Linked DNA regions of Mus musculus: all the other regions are linked to region 4. Evidence: chromatin contacts called from public HiChIP or PLAC-seq, Micro-C and promoter capture Hi-C data. All regions are on one chromosome and are shown on one strand. Each heading gives the region's core, a stretch centred on a gene start, on an enhancer-like site or on the middle of the called end of the contact. The rest is flanking DNA. Distances are from core to core; before and after follow the strand shown.

Region 1 (2,700 bases), core at 139-2,638, 390 kb before region 4:
TTAGGGAACTGGGCACATCCTTCACTAATAAGTAGCAACTTACAGTTCCTTCCACTCCTACAGCCTGGGTAATGATTAGAGTGGCTTTATCTCTTTAACAGAAAAAGGCTTTATCTTTTACAGAAAGAGACAATGTTACTACTGTTCCAAGCAAATTGAACGTCTGTGTGTGCAGAAGGCCTGGGGTCAACCTTTGATGTCCTTCCCTCAGCGCACCATCACCTTTGCCTTTTGAGACAGGGTATCTATCTATCTATCTATCTATCTATCTATCTATCTATCTATAGAACTATCTATCTATCTATCTATCTATAGAACTAGCCAAGAAGGCTAGGTGAGCTGGCCAAAGAGACCCAGGGTCTCTGCTTCCCCTCGGCTGAGGATACAAGTTTACAGAACTACTTTTAGGAGACACTTTAGAGGGTTCTGGGGAATCTAATTAAGGTCGCAAGAGAAGCATCTGCCCATCTCCCCAGCCCTCAAAACTTGAACTCTTGACAGGAAACACTTGCTCCCCAAATGTGCAAAGGGATGACTCTTCGGCTTCCCAATACAAGGGCTCGATTAAGAAAGGATTGTCAACTTCTCAAGCAACAGGCTCATCTGGAGAGCCACACAACAAACGCTTGGGCCTGTACAGCATTTCTGATTCAGTGTATCCGAGCTGGGCAGGGAAATGTGCATTTTAGCAATCCCAAGGGACTCCATAGCTCAGGCGCCCACGAGGAGCAAGCTAGATTGAACAAAAATCTGGTGGTGTGTGCTTGTCTTCCCTACTGGCTAGCTGAGCTCAAGTCACCACCAGGTCTGGTCTCCCGCTTTTCCAGCCGGCCACACAGCACCTGCGCGGCCGCCGCCAAGGTCGCGTAGGCTGCACTTCGTAAACAAGCGAAAGCGCGCTGCCGCGAGCCTGCGCAGACCGGCCAGCGCCTGCACCTCCACCGCCCTCCCCAGCCATGGAACGCCACCGGCCCGCGCAGCCACAAAGCGCCACCTTACGTTGGACAGAGTTGATGAGAGCGCGGTACTGATGGCGGATCTGGCGGCACAGGCCCTGGTCGTACTCGGCCTCCAAGCAGGCCGGGTCCATCAGCTCGTCCCCAGAATCAGACAGATCGGAGTCCTCCAAGCTCGGACGCTCCGCTGCCTCCCTGCGCTCCGGCGCGGCGCCGCGGCGGGCCAGCGGGGACCGCGAGCGGGACCGGGAGCGGGTGCGATCCCGGTGCGGGTCGCGGCCCCGGCCCCGGCCCTCAGACCGGCGGCCGCTGCTGTCGCCAGACATCGCGCCAATTCGCCTTGCAACTTCGGAGCGGCGGAAGTTCGCGCCAGAAACTGAAACCCCCGGCTGGGCTCGAGCGCCGGCTCCAGGAGCAACGCAGCTCCCCGGCTGGCGCGTGAGCACACAGCGACACCTGTGGCCCGGAGGTCGCGGCGGCGTTGGCTGTGTCTGTGCCTCGCATTGGTTCTTAGTTACTCCACCCTGCAAGCAAGAGTCTTAGGACTTTAGATCTCTGATCCTAATGCCCACCCCACTTAGTCATGCATCTTCCCATTGTCTCTTTGGCTCCTCTGGCCTTGGGGAGGATACAACAAACAAAACAGGGTTCCTTGACTGTACCATAGTAAACTGTTAAGCCTCCTTCTAAATATCTGCACCACCACACGGCAGGTTCACAGCTGATTCTCTAACAACAGATACCCTATAACAGGTCTGAGGAAGATAATTATATGCAATGTGGTTTCAAAGATACATGTATACATATCATTCCATGTAATTGTGTGTGTGTGCACTGTACATAGATACGCATGCACAAGTGTGCATCTGCGGGTACAAACGGCAGGTTGGCTTCAGGGGTCTTCCTCTTTCAGTTCCACATTTTTTAGATTTGTTGTGTGTGTATATACATCCTTTATTTGCGTGCACACTGTGGACGAAATGTATGCAGTGCCCTCAGATGTCAAAATAGGACGTGCACACCTCCTCTGGAACCGGAGTTAAGAAGGGTTTGTGAGCTGCCCTGTGGATAACGGCGATGGAACCCTACTCCTATGAGAACTAGTGCTCTTAACCTCTAAACCATCTCTCCAGCCCACTCTCCACGTTCTTTACCATAAGGCATCTCTAGCTGAACCTGGAACTCGTCTTTTTGACAGGACTTAAATAGCCAGCAAGATCTAGGCATTTTCCTGTCTTCACTTCCAACGCACTAGGATTATGGATCCACACTGCCGTGTACAAGTTTGGTTGTTGTTTTTTGTTTGTTTGTTTTTTGAGACAAGGTTTCTCTGTGTAGCCCTGGCTGTCCTGGAACTCACTTTGTAGACCAGGCTGTCCTCAAACTCAGAAATCTGCCTGCCTCTGCCTCCCAAGTGCTGGGATTAAAGGCATGTGCCACCACCGCCCGCCCATGTACCAGTTTTTATGCCACCTTAGGAATCCTGAGGTAATCTACCCTCTGACACACACACTTCTCCTTCTTCCATCCCTCCCTCTCACATAGGATTTCATGTAACCCAGGCTGGCCTCAAACTGACCCTGTAGCTGAAGCTAATATTGAGTTCCTGATCCTCGTGAATCTAACTACCTCACAAAGGCTGAGAGGATTTTGAGACCAAGATCCAAAGCCTAGTGAGCTCACTGCTACTGAGATATCATTGCTTCTAGAGCCTCCAAAGAAAAAAGAACTAGGAAGCTATGCA
Region 2 (2,700 bases), core at 165-2,664, 420 kb before region 4:
TTGTCCAATTTTCTCTAATACGAAATTACTAGGGGTAGGGGTAGTAAGGTCCTCCCTATTAAAATATGTTTCAGTCACATAATACTGGCAAATATTATAGTCAGAATATAAAAATTCTGAAAAAGAATAGTATCTCTATCACTCAAAGTGAGCCACTGTCATTTGATGTGCTTTCTTGGCCTTATTTGGGCTTTATTGGACCGTATTCCTCTCAGCTGTCACGTGTACTCGGCTGTCATCTGCATCCTGTTTATTTAACCCTATGCTCCAAGCGTTTTTTTCACTTAACTGGTCTTCGTAATCCGTGCATCTAACGATTGTATAACTGTCTACCCAAGGCCGCGGTTCACCTAATAATACACTTTCTCCTAATAAACACTTTTAATGCATCCATAAACCAAAATCCCGTGCACAGCCAAACCACTAAACTGTCTTTCAAAACGGGTAAATCTCTAACCTAAATTTATAGTCAAGTTACCTTGCTTCCACCTGCAGGATTATTCTAAACCATCCATCCTAGATTCTGTATTTGCCGATCATGACACGGCAGACAATAAGTACATATTCGGCTTACAAACAAATCTTCCGTAAGAAACCTGAATCCTAGCCCGGTGGTGATGCACACCTTTGATCCCAGACCCTCGGGAGGCAGGGGCAGGCGGATCTCTGAATTCCAGGCCAGCCTGGTCTACAGAGTGGATTCCAGGACAGCCAGAGCTACACAGAAAACGTTTGTCTCGAAAAGCCAGAAAAATAAAATAAAATAAAAAGAAAAGAAACCTAAAGCCTGAAGGAACACCGTTATTACGGTCTTCAAGATGGATTGGCACAATGACATGGTATAAATCCCTGATTTAAAAAAAAAGTCGAGCAGGTATTTTATCAAAATATCAAGCCGATCTCGGTTTCCAGTACGTTCTCCCAGACACTTTCTCCAAAATGACAGCGAACAGGTGTGCACGCACACGCCCCTCTACACATGCAGCAGGGGGCCTCGGCTGCCGCGGGGATGGATGCAGGGCGGCCGTCAGCTCCCAGGAGCCTCCCCATCTCCCTTCCCGTCTCCCAGAGCAGCCGCTGAGGGAGCAAGGGTGGAGGACACCCGGCTCTTCACGACGCTCCCCCAGGCTGCGGCCACCCAAGACCCTCACAGAGCCCGAAGCACACGCCCGCCGGCCGAGCTCGCTCACCATAGGAGCGACTGCCCAACTTGTTCTTGCAGTAGCCACACTGGAAGGAGGTCTGGCCCTCAAAATACTCTACAAGGCTAGGTGAAGGCGCGCTCCAAGAAGCCATGTCCGCGACCCCGCCGCCGCTGCGCCACCCAGTCCTACGCAGCCGCCGCTACCGCCGCCTTCGCCTCCACCACCCCACAATGCAACGCGCGCGCCTCCGAAGATCGCGCGAAGCCACTCGAGTGCTCCCGGGCTGGAAGGACCGGACGCCCTACGTCACTGACGCCGCCCGCGCCATGTTGACTGCGGGCAGCCGTCCGCTAGTTCCGTTCCTCCTCTGTGAGGGGCGGCTACCCCCTAGGGAGGGCGAGGGCGGGAAGACCGGGATGGAAAGGAAGCCGGCTGAGGAGAGACCAATGGGACCGGGAAGCTGGAGTCGGGTGACCAACGGCCTCAACCCGCGCGGCAGGCCTGCCAGGACGTAGCGAGAGCCTGGCTGAAGCCGGTAAAGGCGACCTGGACGGCGGGACACTCACCACACGACGTCTTGCCCTCCCTGGACTCGCAGTAGCCGCAGTAGTAGCCGGCCTTCAGGCCCTTGTATTCCACCACCGAGGCCATGGCCGCCGCTGTGGGCTTGAGGAGCGGCCACGCCTCTCAGCGCGGGGAACCTCGGGGAAGGGCCGAGAGCGCGGGGGTTGCCGGGTTCGCGGCTCTCCGCCGATCCCCGGTCAGGCCACTGGCCGCCAGCCTGGGTTGCAGGGGTGCGTCTCGGAACCCAGTGTTTAGTGGCCAGCAGGTTACTTGTCCAGTCAACAGCAGTCCTTGTCACTGACGCGATCTCTCAGCCCGCTTTACAGATAGGGAAACTGAGGCTCCAGGTTGGGATTCACCCGGTCATTTGCGCTCTGTAGTTGAAGGTTAACCTCGAGTTCTGCGCCTGACCACCTGTGAGGAACGAGGAGCCGGAGCTGGCTTGATAGAGAGGGATCTAGAATCCAAACAACTCTGCTAGAGCGGAATGTCCAATGACGAAGCGACACTTTCCTCTTTTAAAGGGAGTTTTAAATATCACTCAAAAAGAATTTTTAACTCTTCAGGCTGAACATTTACATAATCTGAATTCACTCCATGGGTCTCCAATTTGCAAAGAACGTGTTTTAGGGAATGAGGTTGTGAGGCAAAGTGTAAAAATAAAGGCATGCTCCTACCAAGATAATATTCCTTAGCTTTCTCCTCTGCGTACACAGATGTTTAAGTCTGTCTGGCATAATTTCCATAGTCGACAATATGGTGAATTCCTTTTTGCAGTGTCTAGAAAGTGCAATCAGGAAACTTTTTTTTTTAATTATGTTTGTGGGTGTTTAGCCTGCAAGTAGATATGTGTACAACCTTCATCCAATGCTGGAGGCATCCAGAAGGCATTGTAGACCCTGAAACCTTGACGGGCAGACAATTCTGAGCCACTCATGTAAGATTGAAAGGATGGAAAAATACAGCCTCAACTCCAGCCTCCTAAGAAGCC
Region 3 (2,700 bases), core at 165-2,664, 430 kb after region 4:
TAATAGGTCAGTAAATAGGCTGCCGTGACAGTCTTAGTTTGATATATCAATCACAAGGAGCCTTCTAGAAGGGAAGAGAGTCAGTTTCAGAATGTCTAATGGTTGTTAAACAGATCCTGCTGAGATACGTGAGAACAAGAATGCTTACCTGGACTGCATTCTAATAAAGCTCTTCCACTAATTACCAGTGACCCGCCAACTCACTTCCAGTTAACTAGCCCGAAATCTCCATATTTTTAAGCTTGCTCATCAACCCTGCCGTTGGAAGGCTTAGTGGTCTAACCTATGTCTATTGGCATGTTTTTAACTTCTCTTCCCTAATGACTCCTGTCCTGTCAGTCTCAGAAAATCCACAAACATTACGAGCTGAGAATAAAGACACTGATTCATATGAACACTTTCATCTAGACAAGTCACAAACCTGTCATCCAGGACAGTGCAGGCAGTCTTGCCTCGACTGGTTCCACAATACTCCTCTCCTAAGTATACTTCCATGTTTCTTGCTGAACTCAGAACGCCAACCGAAAGGATTTCTTCACCCCCATTAGGGCCACAGTTCAGGTAAATGAAGCAGGGGTTTTCATCTCGGGGGCTCAGGCTGCTTTTCAGACTAACCGGATCCTGGCTGAGAAGAAAATTGAAAAAAAAAAATCACAGAGATAAGTTTTCCGAGTAGAAGCATAACCCATTAATCCTTTCAAACTCACCTCTACTTGCCATGAGAACCAAGAACCTTCCCCATCACCCACAGATACTTCTCACAGAATTAATAAGGAACAGAGGTTTGAGGCGTCAGGGCATTCATTCCCGTCCACTTTTCCTAGACCGTGGACAGCCTATTCAACTATCTAATTCATTCGCAGTCAATTAAAAGCGTTTACTGAATGTTAAAACAACCATGTGTCTTTTTCCAAGACGCCGTGGTTCTTGTTCCCCCCAAATAGAAGACTGGGGGCGTTCGCGGGTGGGGGGCGAGGAGGATTGTAACAGGAGGGCATCTTGAACACGAGTTTCCCGGCCTCTCCGGCCCAGCGCGCACCCTTTGCCCGCAGCCTCGCCCACCTCCAGGCACCACCGCTCTCCCCCATGCCGTCCCCGCGGCCTCGCTCGGCTCCCTCGCCCGTCTCGGCTCCCGTCCTCCTCCCGGCTCCTCAGCAGCGTGACTGTCACCCGACCCCGGCCCTGGCCCGGCGCACCTCGGAGCTGGCGGCTCCAGTAGCTGCTCGAAGTCCAAGTCTTGGGCACGTGGCCCAGTCCGGGTAAGAAAAAGGCTTTGGGTCAGCGCCCCGCACGCCGCATCCCAGGACGAGGTCAGCGTCGGGCCGCGGTCCAGTCCCGCGTCTTCGATCGCGGTCTCCATTCTGTCTCCTCCAACCCAGGCGGCGTCGGAACCTCTCTCGCAGAGCTTGCGTTTCCTTCAGTGCCCAGGGGAGGTGAAGGTTCAGCACAACTTCCGGTTCTTCCCCCGACCCCACCCCATCCCACTCCAACCCTTCCCATCCCGGGACCCAACCACCACACGTGCGCATGCGTGTTCGTCTCCCTTCCAGAAGTTGGTTTAAAATCTCCGCGGAAAAGAGCCAGGGGTTGGCTCGTGCGCGGAATTCCTCCGCTCCTGGGGCAGGTGCCGCGCGCATGCGCAGTGCTCTGCGCGCGGGAACCCAGGGGTTTATTTCCACGTTGGCAAAGCAGCGACGCTTTAGGGTGGGAGGTGGGGTGGCGCCTGGGCGGTGTCGGCACCCTGAGGGTGGTACCAAAGCAGATAGGTGCGGTCTCCTTGGCTCAAGCAGCCTGTAAAGCCAGCTCCCAATCCGAGGTCCTCGGAAGAGGACTCCGGGGACCCTTCCTGCGCCAGCCCGTGGAGTGAAGGCCATGCAGGCTGCTTTTGAAGCAGTGCGACCACGGCTGATCGCGTTGTTTCACTGCTCAGGTCACCTCCGTGGGCTGTAGAGTGGAGCGCGGCGCTTAGCATTGCAGAATAATGCTGAGTGGCCGAAGGCACTAAACACTGAACCCACTAAGACCCGGCTTCCGAGCCTCAGGAACCCGGTGGAGCGTGCTTGCACGTCCTAAATGACAGAATTCTCAAGGTTAAAAATGTCCAAGAGGCTCAAAGCTGCGACTTAAGGTTTCTCACTCATAACCTTGACAAAAACTGGCAATGGGCCTTGGTCCCTTCAGAAGTACATTGTACGGTCAAACTTTCTGTGGTGACAAGTGGGACTTGAAACTTTATACTCATTGGAAAGAAAGCTAGGTATCGGCTGTCGTTCCACCCCATACCCACCCCCATTATCTTCCTGAAGTGGGTTGTGTAGATAATTTAAACATCTATTGAGGCGAGGGGAGAAATTTGTTTACAGAAATGTGGAGTACCTGAATTTTAAAGTTGTGCTTGAGGCCTTATATATAATTTCTGGGGAAGTTTTGTTCAGCCATAACCTAGTTTTGTCCCAGAACTTTTTGTTCATCGCTCAGAAAAAACGTTTTGCTTTAATTTTCATTTTAGTCTGTATGTGTACCCCTGTTCAAAAAACGTGTTTATGTCATCAAGAAAAAGATGATTGAATTCTATAGACAGTCACCAGAGTGTATGTATAATGTGTTCATCAAGTTTGAAAGAGAAATCAGAGATTCAGTATAAACAAAATCTAGAAACAGTAACCTTTAATTCTAAAAGGCTCAATTTATATTTTTAAA
Region 4 (2,700 bases), core at 66-2,565:
TCAAGGTGTGCCTCTGAGAAATTATGCCATGCAACAGAACTGGTATAAAAGGGAGTTTACTGGCAGAAGGGAAGAGGAGAGAGCACAGGGGACAGAGGAGGACCAGTAGACATCTATGTTTCTGTAGTCTGAGGATTCCAGCCAGACACAAAAGTACTTCTCATATCAGAGACTGTGTGTGTGTGCATGTGCATATGCGTGGGTGTGTGTCTCTCTTACCCCTCTCTTACCCCTTGATGTGTGGGACTTGGACGAAGTTGAGGCTTACCTCGGGGACTGCTTTGAGGGGAGTTGTTTTAAGGAATTCTGCACAAGGGAACAACCCGGATGTAGATTAGCGCCCTATCAGCGACTCCTCCTTGAGTCAGGGTCAGCAGCACTCTGCCCACCACCCTGGGGTGTGTTATGGCGAGGTGCATGGGGAACTCAGGTGGGGACAGCACATACTTTAATTCTCTCATCTTCCAATACAAGATTTATGTGTTCTGTGTTGGCCAGGCACAGAGATCTGCCTCCGGGGTGACAGTTGCTCTTCCTGATGATTCTTAGACTCATCTCGGTCCCAAACGTCACTTAAATCCTCATGTGAGAGCTCAAAATAAAACATCTTGTTTTGGGACACCTTGATTTGCCCGAGCGCTGGGACTGCAGGCGCGGGCTGGGCGCTTCTGTGTGGTAACAACGCATTCCCTAACAGCTCAGGGTGAAAAAGTACAAACTGTACAAAGCCCGGTGGCCACGGCATGCTCCCGGTGGCCCTCCAAGTACCAAACCCAGATACCCGAGGCGTGCTATGGCATGCACTCCACCGAAAGCAACTTTAAAAGAGAAGCGTTAGGAAGGTTTACACTGTCATTCGCCAATGCTTTTTGCTTCTCTCACTTGAAACTAGGTCTGGGCACTGGGTTTCTGCCAGTCCTGCTGACGCTGCCTTCCCACGGCGGCGTCAAGTTCACAGCCACAGTCCCCCAAGCTGGGCACCGGTCCATTGCAGCTGTGGCCGGGGTCGATGTGACCGCCCTCCGCACTGGACGACCTGGGAACTTTCCAGGCGATTGCGCAGTGCTAGGCAGGTTTCCCTCTGTTAAGTGCCACTTTGGTCTTAAGGTCTTCAATCTCTGAGGAAAAAGAATCCTAGAATGAGAAACTGAGCCAGCCGGAGGGTGGAGTCGCGGCCCGCCCCGCCTCGTCCCCGCAGGCAGTCCCCGATCGGCCCCCCTCCCGGGAGCGGTGCCCGTCCCCCTGGCGCTTCGTCACCGCCGCTAGGCCAATGGGCTTAACCGTACGGCCGCGCACACTCGCACCCGCTGTCCCCAAGACCCCGACACACCGTCCCGAGCGCGGTTTTTCGGCTGTGGTCCAGCCCGTGGCCGTCGGAGTCGTCATGCAGTCCCTGCGTACCACGCTCCTGTCTTTGCTACTGCTGCTGCTAGCGGCTCCTTCCTTGGCGTTGCCGTCGGGGACCGGCCGCTCGGCCCCAGCTGCCACCGTCTGTCCCGAGCACTGCGATCCCACCCGCTGCGCCCCGCCGCCCACGGACTGCGAGGGTGGCCGCGTCCGCGACGCGTGCGGCTGCTGCGAGGTGTGCGGCGCGCTCGAGGGTGCAGCGTGCGGCCTGCAGGAGGGTCCCTGCGGCGAGGGGCTGCAATGCGTAGTGCCCTTCGGGGTGCCGGCCTCGGCCACAGTACGACGGCGCGCACAGGCCGGCCTGTGCGTGTGTGCCAGCAGCGAGCCGGTGTGTGGTAGCGACGCCAAGACCTACACCAACCTGTGCCAGCTGCGCGCCGCCAGCCGCCGCTCCGAGAAGCTTCGCCAGCCGCCGGTCATCGTCCTGCAGCGCGGCGCCTGCGGCCAAGGTACCCGCCCCGCCCTGCGCTGCACTCCTGGGTGGCTCCCCACTCTCGCCAACTCAGCCCGACCAGTCAGGACCGTCGGGAGGGGATGCGGAGGTGCAGAGAAGCACTGCGGGGTGTTCTAGGCATCCAGTTAGTGGGAGAGAGAGACGATGGGGCTCGGGGTAGCTGTGTTTCAAAGGCTCCCTCCGGCCCTATTTCTGCGCCAAGCATCGGGTCGTTTCGAGAAACGCCAAGCAGGTGCTTTGCGCGCTTTGGTCCAGCACCCCCTGGCCGGGGTGACTAGGCATCGCGCTGGGGAAAGCCGCGTATCATACCAGGGATCTTGGCAATGTTGAGATACATGGCTTTGGGATCGCAAGAACTCTTGTCGCCTTCCCTTCCTTCTCCCTTTCTGCTGAGTCCTCTCTTCTTGGAACTATCTAAGCAGTGTTTTTCTTATAGAACCTCTTCGTGAAAACTTTCACTTTGGGGAGAGGGAACATCTCTGCTCAACTCAGCAAGCATTTTTCTCACCCCGCCTCCTAAGCAGAAAACGATTTAGTAACTCCGGCCCTCTTCCTCCATTGATTTAAATCAACTTTACAAAAACGCCCACGATTTGGTCCTTTTTTGGTCCTTTGGTCCTTTTGCCTGAGTTCAACCAGGTAGTGGACCGTGAAATTTGAGGTAGAGGAGGGGCCCACTGGGGATGAAGAAAAAAATGCACCCTCTACCCTCTCTCTCCTTGTGGGACCTTTCTGTACCCACAAGAGCTGGACGTGGTGGTGGCGACAGGGTAAAGGGGCTTGGAGAACTGCCCAGCTCCCTGCAGGACCTTCCAGAGAAAAGCTTCGGTTAAATCCAG
Region 5 (2,700 bases), core at 157-2,656, 360 kb before region 4:
TGAGGCTGACTGACATTAGTGCCATGTCATACATTTTGAAGAGTTTCATTTTCGCAGTACCGGGGATCCAACCAAGGCCTTGAGTATTCTAGGCAAGGGCTCTTTCACTGAGCCACACCACTGGTCCCCAGACACATTGTAATTGGGTCTGCTCACAATACTTATATTCTATTGGTCAATGATTGTTCGGTATGCATAGTCTGTACTGGTTACTCCAAGTTAGTTGAATGACTAAGCAAGCCAACAGGTTTTTTTTTTTTAATTTATTAGTTTCTATTTGTTTTTTTGTGTGTGGGGACACACACACACACACACACACACACACACACACCTGGAGATATACTCCTGCTATAGCTCATTCCCAGGAATGAGAGGACAGCGTTCAAGAATCCTCTTCACTACTTACTATCAAGGCTAAGAAGGACCCTCTTGTTTGGGGCTCCCACTCCAGGCTAGCTAGCCTGCCAGCTTCCTTCCAGTCCTCTACCTCTTACTATAGGATTGCTGAGATCACAACCGCATGCAACCCCAGCAGACTTTTTATATGGGTTCTGGGCCTTGAACTCTGGTCCTTCCCACTGTGTGTATCTGGTGTTCTCTAAGGCACCAGCTTTAAATTAGGATCGTTTAAAGTTTCTATGGTTTGGTTTCTCCATAAAGAAAGAAAGTGAGCATGCCAGGTCGATCCCTGAAATCTAGCAAGTGATGTCAGGCAAGGGGTAGTGCCTCTCTGATAATTGTTAGGGCACATTTAAGTTAGGAGGATTGTTAATATGTCACTGAATGCCCCTCGGCAGCTTCATATGGGAACTTGTTCCTAGCCTGGCTCCCAGATCGTCATTTCCATCAGCAAGGAGCCCACATACACAGAAGTGAAGGTAAGTCGATGAGACAAGTGTTCAGAGGGAAGAATGAGAAAACCACGTTGTTGGAGAGTAGTAGGTTCACACCTCCTAATGTTTGACAGCAGGCTGCACTCTCACCAGCAGCGAGAAAGAGAAAGCAGCCGCACTGAGTTTCCTAACTGAGTATAGTTGGAAACAGAAAACCCTCCTGGGAGCGCTGTACCCCAGGCTACTTGGCATTTGCGGTTGGGGTGGAGGGAGTTGTCATTCGTTTGTGTATGTGCATATGTGTGCACGCTGGCGCTAACTCAGCTTCAGGAACAAACTTGCCTTTCAGAAGCTGCAGCCAACCCTGGGCGGGGAGTGAAAACACCAGCCCGTATTGGGAAAGATGTCTGGATGGCATGTTGCAAAAGAAAGCCCTTCCAAAGTGATTTTCCATGATGTGGCTGAAGAGATAAACATTCGCTGTCTGCCTCTGAGTTTGGGGAGATGAGCAGAAGAGAAAACCTCGGCTCTCCTTCCCCTTTCCAGGTGTTTATGCCCTTTCGTTTTTTCTAGTCACTCTGACCAACATTGCGAGGGACGCTGGGCACCCTGAGTCACCATGGGCAACGAGAACAGCACCTCGGACCACCAGGTGGGTTCAGGAAACTCTCTCCCACCTCCTGCTGTGCAGGTCTCACACTAGCCCCCCAACATCTCATCTCGATCGATCGATCGAGCGAGCGAGCGAGAGGCAAGGGAGGACAAGTCCTCGGCCTGGACCCATGTGACATACTTGTACCTGTGGGGCCATTCCTTCCTTACATTTTCAGAATTCCTTTAGTACCTCAGCAGCCCTGCTTTGTGAGTCCTGAGCACTCCCTTGTATCCTGTGCTTTTAAAACTGCTATAATGAGAAACGAGCACATTCCCTCCAGATTTTACCTACTCAGCAACTTCCACAGATGAGGCAGAGATTGAAATGATTTGCAAATGTGTGAATGCAGAGCTGATTTAATGCAAATAGTTGTTTCAGACAAGTTTTTCACAGTTGAAGTGGACTTTTCACTTCCTTCATGTAAGTCTAGGTTAATAATACACATCCAAGCTTTGCCAGTATTTACTTTAAGTTTGAGGATATTAGCTTAGTGCCATGGGGGGCGGGGGGGGGACGACACTTTCCTGTTGTCTCACAGGCCGTGACATTTTTGGATTAATGGTATGGGCCTCTTTGATTGCAGAAGTTAGATTTAAGAAGCAGCCTGCAGCTAGGGAATACCTTAGTTGAAGTGTGTGCTCCCTGAGTGTGTGGGCCAGAACTCAGTCCTACAGAACCTACATACAATTGTACAGAAGCCAGGTACAGAGGGAAGCACTTTTAATCCCAGCACTGGCGAGGTGGAGACAGGAGCACCCAGGGGAAGTTTTAGCTTCAGTGAGAGACCCTGTCTCAAAGAACAAGGTGGACAGTACTGAGGAATGACATCCAGCATTAAGAGTGTCCTACACACAAGTGAGCCCACACACGCATGCACACACACATACACACAGGCACACTTAAAAAAAATGCATTCTCACTTCTTCTTTCCAATCAATTTGGGAAGATTTTTTTTCCTCAGGCAGGAAAATATTAATTCAAAAAGAAAAAAAAAAATAAAGTGGCAAAATCCAGCAATTTTGGGTGTCAGGCCAGAAGCAATTAACAGTGGGTATGAGACAATAGGGAGAGGTAAGGACTGTGGCAAATAGGTGGGTTCTAGCCTAATGAATGCAGCTATCACCCGACTCCATCAGATTGTGGTCCTAGGCAAAAGTGGCCCAGTACAGTAAGATTTTCCTATTTGTTCTAAAGAAGTCAGAAGCCTGTAAT

The links. Promoter capture Hi-C pulls out the DNA fragments that hold promoters and counts their contacts. A called contact is a pair of places that touch in the nucleus more often than the background predicts. HiChIP or PLAC-seq counts read pairs in DNA pulled down with a chosen protein or histone mark. Capture Hi-C pulls out chosen DNA fragments and counts their contacts.
Region 1: a contact with region 4 is called in a Micro-C map of embryonic stem cells, with 3 times the contacts expected there. The contact joins the promoter of Nsmce4a here to the promoter of Htra1 in region 4. A contact is called at or near these places in 1 of 15 datasets of contacts at CTCF or cohesin (the NIH/3T3 cell line), 3 of 484 Hi-C or Micro-C datasets (all in embryonic stem cells), 2 of 115 datasets of contacts at active chromatin or transcription factors (bone marrow-derived macrophages and embryonic stem cells) and 2 of 9 other capture datasets (adipose tissue and liver).
Region 2: a promoter capture Hi-C map of adipose tissue shows a contact between it and region 4. The contact joins the promoter of Ate1 here to the promoter of Htra1 in region 4. A contact is called at or near these places in 6 of 39 promoter capture datasets (the 3T3-L1 cell line, embryonic stem cells, hippocampal neurons and 2 more), 2 of 484 Hi-C or Micro-C datasets (both in embryonic stem cells), 4 of 115 datasets of contacts at active chromatin or transcription factors (bone marrow-derived macrophages, embryonic stem cells and epiblast stem cells) and 4 of 9 other capture datasets (adipose tissue, liver, macrophages and 1 more).
Region 3: a contact with region 4 is called in a promoter capture Hi-C map of pre-B cells, with 2.0 times the contacts expected there. The contact joins the promoter of 2310057M21Rik here to the promoter of Htra1 in region 4. A contact is called at or near these places in 3 of 39 promoter capture datasets (hippocampal neurons, pre-B cells and trophoblast stem cells) and 1 of 115 datasets of contacts at active chromatin or transcription factors (embryonic stem cells).
Region 5: a contact with region 4 is called in an H3K4me3 HiChIP or PLAC-seq map of embryonic stem cells, with 2.7 times the contacts expected there. The contact joins the promoter of Tacc2 here to the promoter of Htra1 in region 4. A contact is called at or near these places in 1 of 39 promoter capture datasets (neural stem cells), 2 of 115 datasets of contacts at active chromatin or transcription factors (embryonic stem cells and pancreatic cancer cells) and 1 of 9 other capture datasets (adipose tissue).

Annotation. Positions count from the first base shown.
Region 1 is chr7:130,545,993-130,548,692 of GRCm38.p6, forward strand. Nsmce4a (NSE4 homolog A, SMC5-SMC6 complex component) reads right to left here and starts at 1,389. Exons shown (of 11, transcript NM_001162855.1): 1 at 1,000-1,389. The coding sequence starts at 1,282.
Region 2 is chr7:130,518,166-130,520,865 of GRCm38.p6, forward strand. Ate1 (arginyltransferase 1) reads right to left here and starts at 1,415. Exons shown (of 12, transcript NM_013799.3): 1 at 1,191-1,415. The coding sequence starts at 1,296. It overlaps Gm4275 (putative uncharacterized protein ZNRD1-AS1), which reads left to right and starts at 1,426. Exons shown (of 4, transcript XR_869987.2): 1 at 1,426-1,680.
Region 3 is chr7:131,361,312-131,364,011 of GRCm38.p6, forward strand. It overlaps 2310057M21Rik (RIKEN cDNA 2310057M21 gene), which reads right to left and starts at 1,415. Exons shown (of 6, transcript NM_026655.4): 1 at 1,197-1,415; 2 at 422-625. The coding sequence starts at 1,360.
Region 4 is chr7:130,934,888-130,937,587 of GRCm38.p6, forward strand. Htra1 (HtrA serine peptidase 1) reads left to right here and starts at 1,316. Exons shown (of 9, transcript NM_019564.3): 1 at 1,316-1,856. The coding sequence starts at 1,385.
Region 5 is chr7:130,576,032-130,578,731 of GRCm38.p6, forward strand. It overlaps Tacc2 (transforming, acidic coiled-coil containing protein 2), which reads left to right and starts at 1,407. Exons shown (of 22, transcript NM_001004468.3): 1 at 1,407-1,485. The coding sequence starts at 1,453.